Linked DNA regions of Mus musculus: regions 1 and 2 are each linked to region 3. The links are chromatin contacts, called in public Hi-C and promoter capture Hi-C maps. All regions are on one chromosome and are shown on one strand. The core of a region is the stretch at or near the end of the contact, and the rest is flanking DNA. Distances in the headings are between cores, read along the strand shown.

Region 1 (3,240 bases), core at 584-3,083, 700 kb after region 3:
TCTGTAGGGATCACAAAACAACTGCTCTTAAAATGATGGCTAAACAATTTCTAACTACTGCACGGGCAAGGCTTCTGTCAATTTCTCCCGAGAGTGATGAAGGTTCTGGTGCTTGCTGCTCTAGCTTCCCTGGGTTTCAAGGAAGCCCAAACAAAACCAACAGGTTTGTAGTCTTGTGGTTTGCTTTATAGTTGACGATAGGCACGAGTTTGTCTGGGCATTGCCTTCTTCTATACCACCAGATTCTACACATACTTTGACTACTTGGTCACCATCTTGCTACCAGATTTGATCAAGTTCTGCGTTCCAGAATGTGATACTAGCACATACAGTGAGGTCCAAATAGACTTGGCTTTCTACCTCAAAGACCCGATGAATCCCATTCCTATCTAGCAAGACTCCTGTAACAGAATACCTTCAGGAAGAGGATATGCAATGTCCAAGCTTAGTCATCTGCAGAAAGCACAAGAGACTGGTGTAGGGACTGTCACAGTAGGATGGCAGGGACCATAGCTTCTGTACATTTGGTACAAACTTAGACTTAGGAAGTGTGCAATGATCCTTTCACATCTGGTGTGAATCAAACGCAAACTTCACTTTTAACTTACTGCCAACCTCCTCATGCAAGTAGGTTCCCTTTCCGTTCCAAAGGGCCTGCAATTGTGGGTCCCATCACAGCCTTAAGTGTGAAAGCAAGGTTAAATTTGCTCCACCCTAGTTTCCCCACACCCACCACATCAAGCTGCTATTAAGAAACTGCTTCGGCGCTGTTCAGAAAGTGGGGTATTTAACACAGCATACTTGATTGTAAGCACTCCACTGCCACGTTGGCTGGGAATGCTCAGGGCAAAACACCTTCGGAGGAGGCAAGAAGTAGGATGCAAACTGCCCAACTCCTGTACATAAGCACACACGCACAGAATAACTGGAAAGAGACAGCCATGTTAAGCAAGTCAGAGATATGGGAACATTCAACTTCGGGGCTACCCCGAGAGGAATGTAGAAAATCGGTAACAGAGGTATGTTTGCACCGAAGTAAAAGCCGTTAAACTAACTTATTCCAACGGGCTGAGTTCAAATCATCTCCTGGAAGAAGCATAATGTGAAAGCGCACGTGAAGTGGTGAAGAAAGGAACTCGAGAGCCATAGAGAGAGACGCTGGGGCCAAACTCAAGCAGGAGAAGTAACACATGGCTCCACCCGGCTCTCTTCCATGCCCCTCCCCCTCACTGAGCAGGCGTCCAGCGCCCACCGGTTCTGGCTCCCAGTGAAGCCCTCGACTCCGGACGCCCACAACACTCCTTGCACGCACTCTAGCACTTCTCACACCGCCCGGGCGGACACTTCGGACCACTTTTCGGTTACGCCCCCCCAAAGCTAGCTTCCATCTGCCAGGTCCCTCCCCTCTGGTCCCCGGCCCATGCACCCGGCACCCCGTCCCGGAGTTGCACCGCAGGTTCGCAGCTGCTCGCCTTCGCTCCCTCCGCCCTCGCGAACTCTGAGCGCCCCTTTTTCTCTTCTCTCACCTCCCATCTACTTCTAGTACTCTCCAGCCCGTCGCCCCAGCACCCGCTCCGGACCCGGCTCACCTGCGCGGCCACCCCCGTCCCGGCGCTGGTGAGGCTGCTGCAGCTGGAAGGGGACCGTAGCCCTGAGTGGCTGCAGACCGACCCGGGGGGAGCCAGCGGGCGCCGGTGGAGAGCAGCCCCGCCGGAGACCCCCCGCCCCTCCGCGCCCCGGCCCCCAGGAACCTCCGCCTCGGCCGCCCGCTGCGGCCCCGGACATGGCCCACCCGGCTACCTGCCGCCTCACCCCCACGGCGAGCCCCACACTGCCCCCAACCCCCGCGGCCGCTACTTATCTGCCCTACGGGCGCGGACCGGCCCCCTCGGCCCAGAGTTCTAATTGGCCTACAGAGTCCCAGGACCTCCCCCTCAACCAATCCATGGCGGGGCTCTTCTGTTTCCGAGGATGATTGGTCCATGTGCTCAGCCATCAAGTCAAGACCCCCACCCTCCTGATTTTCTTCTTTTCTTTTTTTTTTTTTTTTTTAATGTCCTTAAGGCTGCCGATTGGACCTTCCAGTAGAGGGCTGGTTCTTCAGCACTGCCAATGAGAAGGTTCAAAGGGGAGGATCGTCACACCCAGTCCCAGGTAGTATGCAAATATATGCCATGTGATGTCAGGCTGTGCAGGGGGCGGGGCTGGATGTGGACTGGAATCAAACACTACTGAAATCTTTAAAGGTGGTAGTGTCAAACTCTAAGCAGTTTCAATGGGACTGAGAATGCCTAACTTCAAAAGCCATTACATTTAGTTTAACTAAAAAACATTAGTTTTCAATTCTCATGAGATTTCACTGCAGCTGACAAACTCCAAACTGAGATTCGATAAATTTATAGAAGGTTTGCCTATCATTTGCATGAGCTTTGCATTAAATTCGTACATTTAATGGCTACCTCGCCTCACATGACACTCATTTGTCTTCTACGTTTCCAAGTCCCTTCCTGAAGCTGGTCCAATCTCAATAAAAACAGCTGTTAGTCTGTAAATTAACTTGAGCCTTTAAAAGGGAGCTGGGAATTTCCCTTCAGAACCATCCATTGTAAGTGTACCTAGCAAAACAAAGTAAATGATAAATCTGATCAAGTTTGATAGTGACTCCACTAGGAAATCTTTGTCTTTCCAGCTCAGTTGCTCTCTGACCTACAAGTCAAAGACCAGATGGTCCCCAAAGAGAATACTGGCAAGCTGTGAAAATTATATGCTATGTATATGTGAACACATTTTCGGAAAAAAGAAAAAGCAGTATTTAAGATACTATTAAAACAATGCATCTCAAAAAAAAAAAATCCATTACTCTTGCTACTTTGTTCTATATATGGAAAAGAAACAGAGCCAATTAACGCTGGACTGTCTGTGAGAAGGGACCATCCAAGTAATTGGATAATTCCCTCTAGATTTATATTTAGTTATGAATTCTAATTTTGACCTTGCTACCGATTTGTCTTTCTATTTCAGTCTCTACCGAGTTTAGTATTTTTTTTAAAGGTATTCCCTTGAAGCCACACTTACTAATCAGAGGAAAGGGAGTAAACTGGGTGTGCGTGCTGCGAGAGTACCTTGGGATCCAATACTGAAAGCAGATAACGCTCAGAGTGGGAATGCAACAGTTGGCTGAATATTAAAATCAGACCAGAACACAGAACATGGAGGCAAAGGAACATACTGTGAAAAGAT
Region 2 (3,762 bases), core at 252-2,751, 620 kb after region 3:
CTAAGTCACTGGAATATTTTTGTAAAGTTCCTCATTTTAATTTTTTGGAACTTGCCAATATGAAAGAATTAGTGCTCAAATTATTTGAAACTAATACTTCTGGACAAGTTGTTCAATTGTTTCTGATTACCCCTGTTTCCATATTGTCACAGAATGTACAACTAAACTGTACAACTAAATGTATAACTAAACTGAAACGCTATGGAAGAACTTACACACACACACACAATGAACCAAAAAGGTCCCACTAAGTAAAAGGGCTGAAATGAAGCTACTGATTGACAGCTTGATTTCTGTTTTGTTGTTACCTCAAGTCTGTGTGTGGCACTTATCCCTTCCTTAGCTACTCTGTAAAGGCAACTCAGAATTTTACTAAAGAGAAATTCCCACCTTAGTTTCTTTTTTAATGGACCTTTTAACAAATCCTTTTTAACAAGACTATCAAAATCCCCTGCCAGAATAACGAGTTGGACTTACTCCTAAACTTAGGGGAAGTTTGTAGTAAGGTTTCAGCATGACGACGGGAGTGGTGGAAAGGGAAGTAATACTAGAAGTAGAAGTAGCAGTTAAGTTTCAAAAAGAAGGGTCAGCGTGGGACACGTTGGCTCTAGGAGGCGTTGGTAGCCTGGGAGTCTCTAGGGCAACACCAGATGCAAATAGTGCTTTGTCCTTAAATCCCTCGCATAATTTAAATTCTCCCTCTCGGATCGGAGCGACAAGCTCACTATTGGGTGGCAAGTCTAGCGAAGAAGGCGGGCTCGTGGTCAAGGGGCTCTTTATCCCGCAGGTCCCTGCAAAACAGCAATGCGCATGCGTCCTGAAGCAGCGACCAGGCACCCGGAGCTCCTTCACATTCGAGCATGCGCAGTTCCCCATCTCGCCGCAGGCGACAGCTCACTATTTGGCAAGGGGGATGGGGTTGGGGATATGATGGTGAGGGAGGCAGGAGGCAGGGGGCGCGTTTGTGTTTCCAGAATGCTTGAGGTAGGAAGAACGGACGGCTGACTAGGCTCTGGCTTCCTCGGGCCAGGAAACCAACATAGGAAATGGGGCAGAGAATAGTACATTAGGAAAAGTGTGTGTTGTGGGGGAGGGTTTAGTCACTTCTCAAGGAAAAACCCCGCACCCCAACAGGCCAACCCCTTCTTCGACTCTTGACACACACATACACACACTCACCTGAGAACGGCGGCGACAGCTGCTGGTCCCTGTCCCCCTGCGCTCGCCTCATACTGCCCGCAACATCCGGGACCTGCGGGACCGCCGATACACAAATACACTCTTGGAGCGCGCACACACATACAAACACATACACACACATACACACACACACATACACACATACACACACACACACCACACACACACACACACCACACACACACACACCACACACACACACACACACACACATACACACACACACACACACACATACACACCGACACACACCGGCCTGGGCGTCCTGTCGTCAGCACGTCGACGCAGCGAGCGCGTACCCGCCGGGCCCCACCCCGCGCGGCCTCCTCCCCCCAGCTTCCCGCCCCGCCCCACCCCGCCTCGCCCCGCCCCGTCCTGCCCCGCCCCACCCCGTCCCGCTCAAGACTCTCCAGCTCCTCCTCTTTTAAGACTCCGCCTACCTTCCCTAGTGCGCAAGCGTCGCGAGGTGGTGCCAGGGCCCGGGAATTTGGGCGGAAGGCGGAGCCAGAGTGGAAAGAGGCGGGAACTCGGAGGGGGTCGCGTGCAGCGCGCAGAAGTTCGCGCTGAGGTGCGAGGCCAGAATGGAGGAAGGAAGCTGAGATCCAGGGACCGGGTGGGTGGAGCAGCAACAGGCATTTCGCAACTGAAACCTAGTTGTGCAGTTTGTGGATTACCGATGACTTAGCTCTTACTTTCTTTTTTAGGCAACTCTCAGCTAAAATACTTTTTAAAGAACTTTTAACATGTGTTTTAGTTTGTTTTATTTTTTGAAATAGGGTCTTGCTCTATAGGATTGGTTGACCTAGCACTCTCTTTGTTGACAGGCTGGCCTTAAATTCATAGAGATCCATGTCCAATAAGCCTAGCCTGCAAATGCTAACATTTATAAGGTACTTTGCTAGAGTACTGTGAGGCACACCTTTAACCCCAGAACTCGGGAGGCAGAGGCAGGAGAAGCTCTGTGAATTTAAGGCCAGCTTGGTCTACTTACTGAGTTCACAGTCAGCTAGAATTACAAGGTGATACCGCGTCTTGAAAACTAAATAAATTAGCATTTGACAACAATAACCAAAGAGCTGTTCTTTCTGGGAAAGGCAGAAGGGGTGTGTGTGTGTGTGTGTGTGTGTGTGAGAGAGAGAGAGAGAGAGAGAGAGAGAGAGAGAGAGAGAGAGAGAGACCCAATGGAGAGGAAGCTGATTCTGTGACAATTCCTTGGCTAAGCCATCCGGGTCCCCAGTCTGTCTCATGTCTTAGCTCCCATGGACCAAAAGTGATTCTGGAGTTGGGTAGAATTGTCTCAGAGCATCTTGGCCCTGGAAGAAAACAGTCATCTTTGTGTTACATTCTTCGATTACCTTAAACTTAAAAGAAAATATTTTATTACTGAATCAAGCTCTCAAAAGCAAAAGCAGACTGCCTCTTGCATACACATATCAAGCACACACCTAGCTCTGAGAGATCAACCCAGTGACCCTGTGGGTCATGAGGTAACAGGGTTGCAGCCTAATTGAGAGCTGCTTCCTGGCACCCTACTGCTTTCCAGGCCTTGGGACAGTCTCCAGGAGACTCTGCTCCTATCTCTTGCCACATGCTCCTTGGCACCCAGTGGCTGGTGAGCCTGTTCAGCAGGGAAGGCTGGCAGCCCAGGAACCAAGCCACTGGGTTTGGAAAGAACCCCGACAGTGCCGGGAGGCTTTCCACTTTCAAGTATAGAAGCAGACCCCGTAATCCCCATATGAAATATCCTAGGAATTATAAGCAAAACCTTCCAAACCCTTGGGGCCTTACACAACCTAGATTCTAGATGAAATTGCTCTTATTGGTTTTTTTTTTCTCTGCTTTATTTTGAGGGTTTGGGGTTTTGAGATGATCTCACACAGTCCAGGCTGACCCCCCCCCCCCCCCACACACACACACACACAGCTCACTACGTAACAGAGGCTGGCTTTGAGCTCCTGATCTTATGCCTCTACCTTCTGAGTACTAAGACTGAAAGGGTGTTCCACTCTGCCCAACCAAAATGGTTTATTTACGAACTGGAGAGCCCAGATTCTCTACTGATGTGGTCCGTGTGCTTGGCTCTAAAGCAGAAAGAGCTCTTGACACCTGAGGCAGATTCTTGAAACTTTTCAATTAGATTTCATTTACTGTCACTATCAACAAACCCTCCTCTCTTGAGCTGAAGCCAGAGAGGTGTTGGCTCCTTGTAAAAATTATGGCTGTCCCGTGGGTAACTCAGTAACCAGTTACAAATCACTAGCCCTTGGTGACACCGTGGCTGTTTAGTTACCTAGTCTCTTGACTTAGGATTTCACAGAGAAGCAGAGAGAGGGGGGGGGGGGGAGAGAGAGAGAGAGAGAGGCTCTTGAGAAAGGAGCATGGGGAAGAGGTGCAGAAAGAGTTGGTTATGGAGAATAGACACATCTGGACATCTGTTTCAGCTTCCTTACAATTGAGACTAATCCTTACAGTTTAGCCAGACTCTACCCAGGATATGGGAGAGGGAGAGGGCTCCTCCGGGTATGGAATATGTGCCAGCAGCTTGTCCAGACCCCAGTCTGA
Region 3 (3,556 bases), core at 223-2,722:
GTATCTCTCATAATATTAATAATTTTACTTTCTGTCTCAACTTCTTTGGACATGCCGGTGAATCCCATTGGCTTATGCTTTCCTAATGCAACTGCAATGTTATTAGTAAATAAATATCAGTGGGCTGGAGAGATGGCTCAGCGGGTAAGAGCACTGGCTGCTCTTCCAGAGGTCCTGAGTTCAATTCCCGCACCACGTGGTGGCTCACAACCATCTGTAATGTCATCTTGGTGCCTTCTTCTCGTGTGTCTGAATACAGCAACAATGTACTCACATATATTAAATAAATAAATCTTTTAAAAATAAATAGATAGATATCAGCATTCGTTTTTGTTTTGTTTTTCAAGACAGCACGGTGACTCTTTATAGCCATGGCTATCCTGGAATTCCCTCTGTAGACCAGGCTGGCCTCCAACTCAGAGATCCATCTGTCCCTGCCTTCCCGAGTCCTGGGATTAAAGGCGTGTGCCACCTCTGCCTGGCGAAATGTCAGTACTCTGAGGAAAAATTATCATTTTGGTTTTTAAAGAAAGTTTAAATTTTTGCTGTGTTGAGCACGGCTTCCAGCACTTGTGCATGTCAGGCAAACGCTCTAACGCTGAGGTACATTCCCAGATCACTGGATGAACTTTTTAAATCTAGGTTGACATGGAATTGTAATGAGGATTGAACATGACCATAAGGTTGGGAAGGGTGGCATTTGCTCTGATCAGACTGAGGCTGGACAGGCTGGGAGCCCAGCCTTAGCAGCAAAGTGAGACACCATCTTTAAAAAAAACAAAAAGAGACAATAACCAAATAAAATAAAAAGGGGAAACGCACAAGTCTAATCAGTCAAAAATCTTAGCTAGTATTACTAGCCATTCTCCCTAAATCTGGATTTGCCTGACATCCTATTTTTAGTTCAGTGGAGACGATCTATACCAAAGGTATATTGGCCAGCCCTGGTCCATCTCCCTTCCTGTCTGAAGCCTTTCAGTCACTCACCTGGGCCAGCTGGTCCTCAGCCAGGACAGTCCCTCGCTCCTTATACTTGGCCTGTCAGACAAAAAGACCGGCATGAGTTGTGACAGTGATCGCCAAGGCTCCCATTGCGCTGCCACTGCCTTAGTATTAAAGATATGTCTTATGCAGTGACTTAACCAGCAGCCTCCTGACACTCCAATCACTCCTCCCTGGGCTCCGGAGAAACCTGTCTTCTACAGATTTAGGGGACTAGAACTCCATTCCGGGAGAATTCAGTGTCTCGAGGGCAGAGCAGGCTCCATCCCGGCTTCTTTCGCGCTCACCTCTGCGAGTTTCTTCTTGGCAATGGCGCCAGCTCCCACCCCGCGCCGGTGCATCCCCACCCCGGGCCCGCGGGCCGCCCCGCAGCCCCGACCCCAGCTCTCCGCGTCCCAGGTTCTGTCGCCAGCTCCCAACACGGAAGCCGGGTGCCGTGCGTCATTTGAGCGCGCCGGAAGTCTCGATATTCACTTCCTGCCGCGGAGTCGAGGAGTTTCTTGCAAGGGCCCCAGTCCCCGCCCTAGCTGGGGGCCAATTTCCAGGAAGTCCAGACGACATCGCAAACGCTAACCCCATGTCCTATTTTAATTCCCCATGCATCCTACCAAGGTGGGCTCCTGGAGAGCGACAGATGCTTCAGGGACATGACCAAGAGCTGTGTTGGCCATGGAAGGTGCCATTTTTTTTTTTTTTTTAGCAAGGGTCTCTCCATAACCATGGTTGGTTGGTCTGGAACTATGCAAGCCAAGCTCACTTCGAATTCAGAGTTCTCCTGCCTTTACCTCCAAATGTTGGGATTAAATGCATGAGCCACCAAACTCATGGGTGCTACCTTGAGCAAAAACCGAGAATAAAACGAAACCTTAGATTAACAAAAAAAAAAAGGCGGCAGCATCTGATAGTTTTGTGCCACGCACTGCACAACTTGCCTTGTTCTATACTTGTTCAAAACCCTCAAGTTCGTGAGTTGGTATTGTATTTCACAAGGGATTCGGGAATCTGCCTTAAATTACTTAACGTCATGAAATAGGACTAGCTATGAGTCAGACAGTCTGACTCAAATTTGGGTTTTTTGGAGGGGGCGGAGTGGGCTAGGGGGAGACAGAGTTTCTCAATGTAGCCTTGGCAGTCCTAGAATTCACTTGCTCTGTAGACCACACTGGCCTTGAATTCAGAGATCTTCCCCATCTTGAGCCACCATACCTGGCCCTTAGCTGTAAAATCTTAACCCAACTCAAGAATTTCTGCAGAGGAATTCAATAGGTAAGTTTGATCAAGTCAGGGTTTGTTTATTCCACCTAGCAGACAGGCTTACTGCATGAACTTCTAAATTTCTCCCTAACACAGGCAGTGTTGTGCCTAGTAAGAGCTAGTGGTGAGGTTTTAAATACAATCGTTATGATTAAAAACGATGTTTATAGACAGTCTTTTACAGTGGCTGGCTAGGAGGAAATACATTACACAAACGAAGGGAGGAAAACATGTAACTCTGTTTGAGACTTTGACACTCTCATCAGATATTCAAGATGCCACAAATGTAAATCCAAACTTTTCCTTTGCCTTCTTTTTTTTTTTTTAAGATTTATTTATGCCGGGCAGTGTCGGCAAATGCCTTTAATCTCAGCACTTGGAAGGCAGAGGCAGGCTGATTTCTGAGTTCGAGGCCAGTCTGGTCTACAGAGTGAGTTCCAGGACAGCCAGGTCTACACAGAGAAACCCTGTCTCGAAAAAAAAAAAAAAAAAAAAAAGAAGAAGCCGGGCGGTGGTGGCACACACCTTTAATCCCAGAGAAACCCTGTCTCAGAAAAAAAAAAGAAAAAGGAAAAGGAAAAAAAAAAGAAATTCAGAAGTCTTAAAAAAAATGTAAATGTTTTTAAATTGTATTTTTATGTATGTTTTGTCAGTGTGGATGTACATCACTTGTATGCAGTGCTCTTAGATGCCAGAAGAGGGCATCAGATCTCTTGGGACCAGATATATAAACAGTTGTAAAGTGTCTTGTCCATGCTGGGAATTGAACCCCAGATCCTTTGCAAAAACAGTCAGTGCTCTTTACCACTAAGCCATCCCTCCAGCCACCCCACCCCATAAATATACATATGATATATAATATAAGATATATGATATAAATTTTATTTCAAATTTCCTTTTGTTGTTGTTGTTTAACTATATTTGCCATGTGATCCAGCAGTTCTACTGGGAGGATTTTTTAAAAAAGATTTATTTATTTTATGTATATGTGAGTATACTGTCACCATCACTGTCTTCAGACACACTAGAAGAGGGCCTTAGGTCCAATTACAGATGGGTGTGAACCACCATGTGGCTACTAGGACTTGAACTCATGACCTTCAGAAGAACAGCCAGTGCTGTTAACTGCTGAGCTGTCTCTCTAGCCCTTTTGGTTTTTTGTTTTCTTTTTTCTTTTTCTTTCTTTTCTTTTTTTTTAATAAACCAAATCCACTCAGACTGCGTTCCCTCCCTCTCACCCTCCCGAAGGAGAGAAGAATGATCATCAATGGCAAGAGGCAGCTGCAATCAAGCAGCACCT

The links. Promoter capture Hi-C pulls out the DNA fragments that hold promoters and counts their contacts. Hi-C and Micro-C count contacts between places; a contact is called where the count stands out from the background.
Region 1: a Hi-C map of B cells shows a contact between it and region 3, with 5 read pairs. The contact joins the promoter of Fam117a here to the promoter of Snf8 in region 3. A contact is called at or near these places in 3 of 39 promoter capture datasets (cranial neural crest and liver) and 1 of 484 Hi-C or Micro-C datasets (B cells).
Region 2: a contact with region 3 is called in a promoter capture Hi-C map of neural stem cells. The contact joins the promoter of Spop here to the promoter of Snf8 in region 3. A contact is called at or near these places in 2 of 39 promoter capture datasets (neural stem cells and pre-B cells).

Annotation. Positions count from the first base shown.
Region 1 is chr11:95,335,611-95,338,850 of GRCm38.p6, reverse strand. It overlaps Fam117a (family with sequence similarity 117, member A), which reads right to left and starts at 1,833. Exons shown (of 8, transcript NM_172543.4): 1 at 1,590-1,833. The coding sequence starts at 1,785.
Region 2 is chr11:95,411,822-95,415,583 of GRCm38.p6, reverse strand. Spop (speckle-type BTB/POZ protein) reads right to left here and starts at 1,501. Exons shown (of 10, transcript NM_001359107.1): 1 at 1,180-1,501.
Region 3 is chr11:96,032,801-96,036,356 of GRCm38.p6, reverse strand. Snf8 (SNF8, ESCRT-II complex subunit, homolog (S. cerevisiae)) reads right to left here and starts at 1,472. Exons shown (of 8, transcript NM_033568.3): 1 at 1,290-1,472; 2 at 988-1,038. The coding sequence starts at 1,343. Gm24949 (a small nucleolar RNA gene) reads right to left here; the gene lies at 3,465-3,556.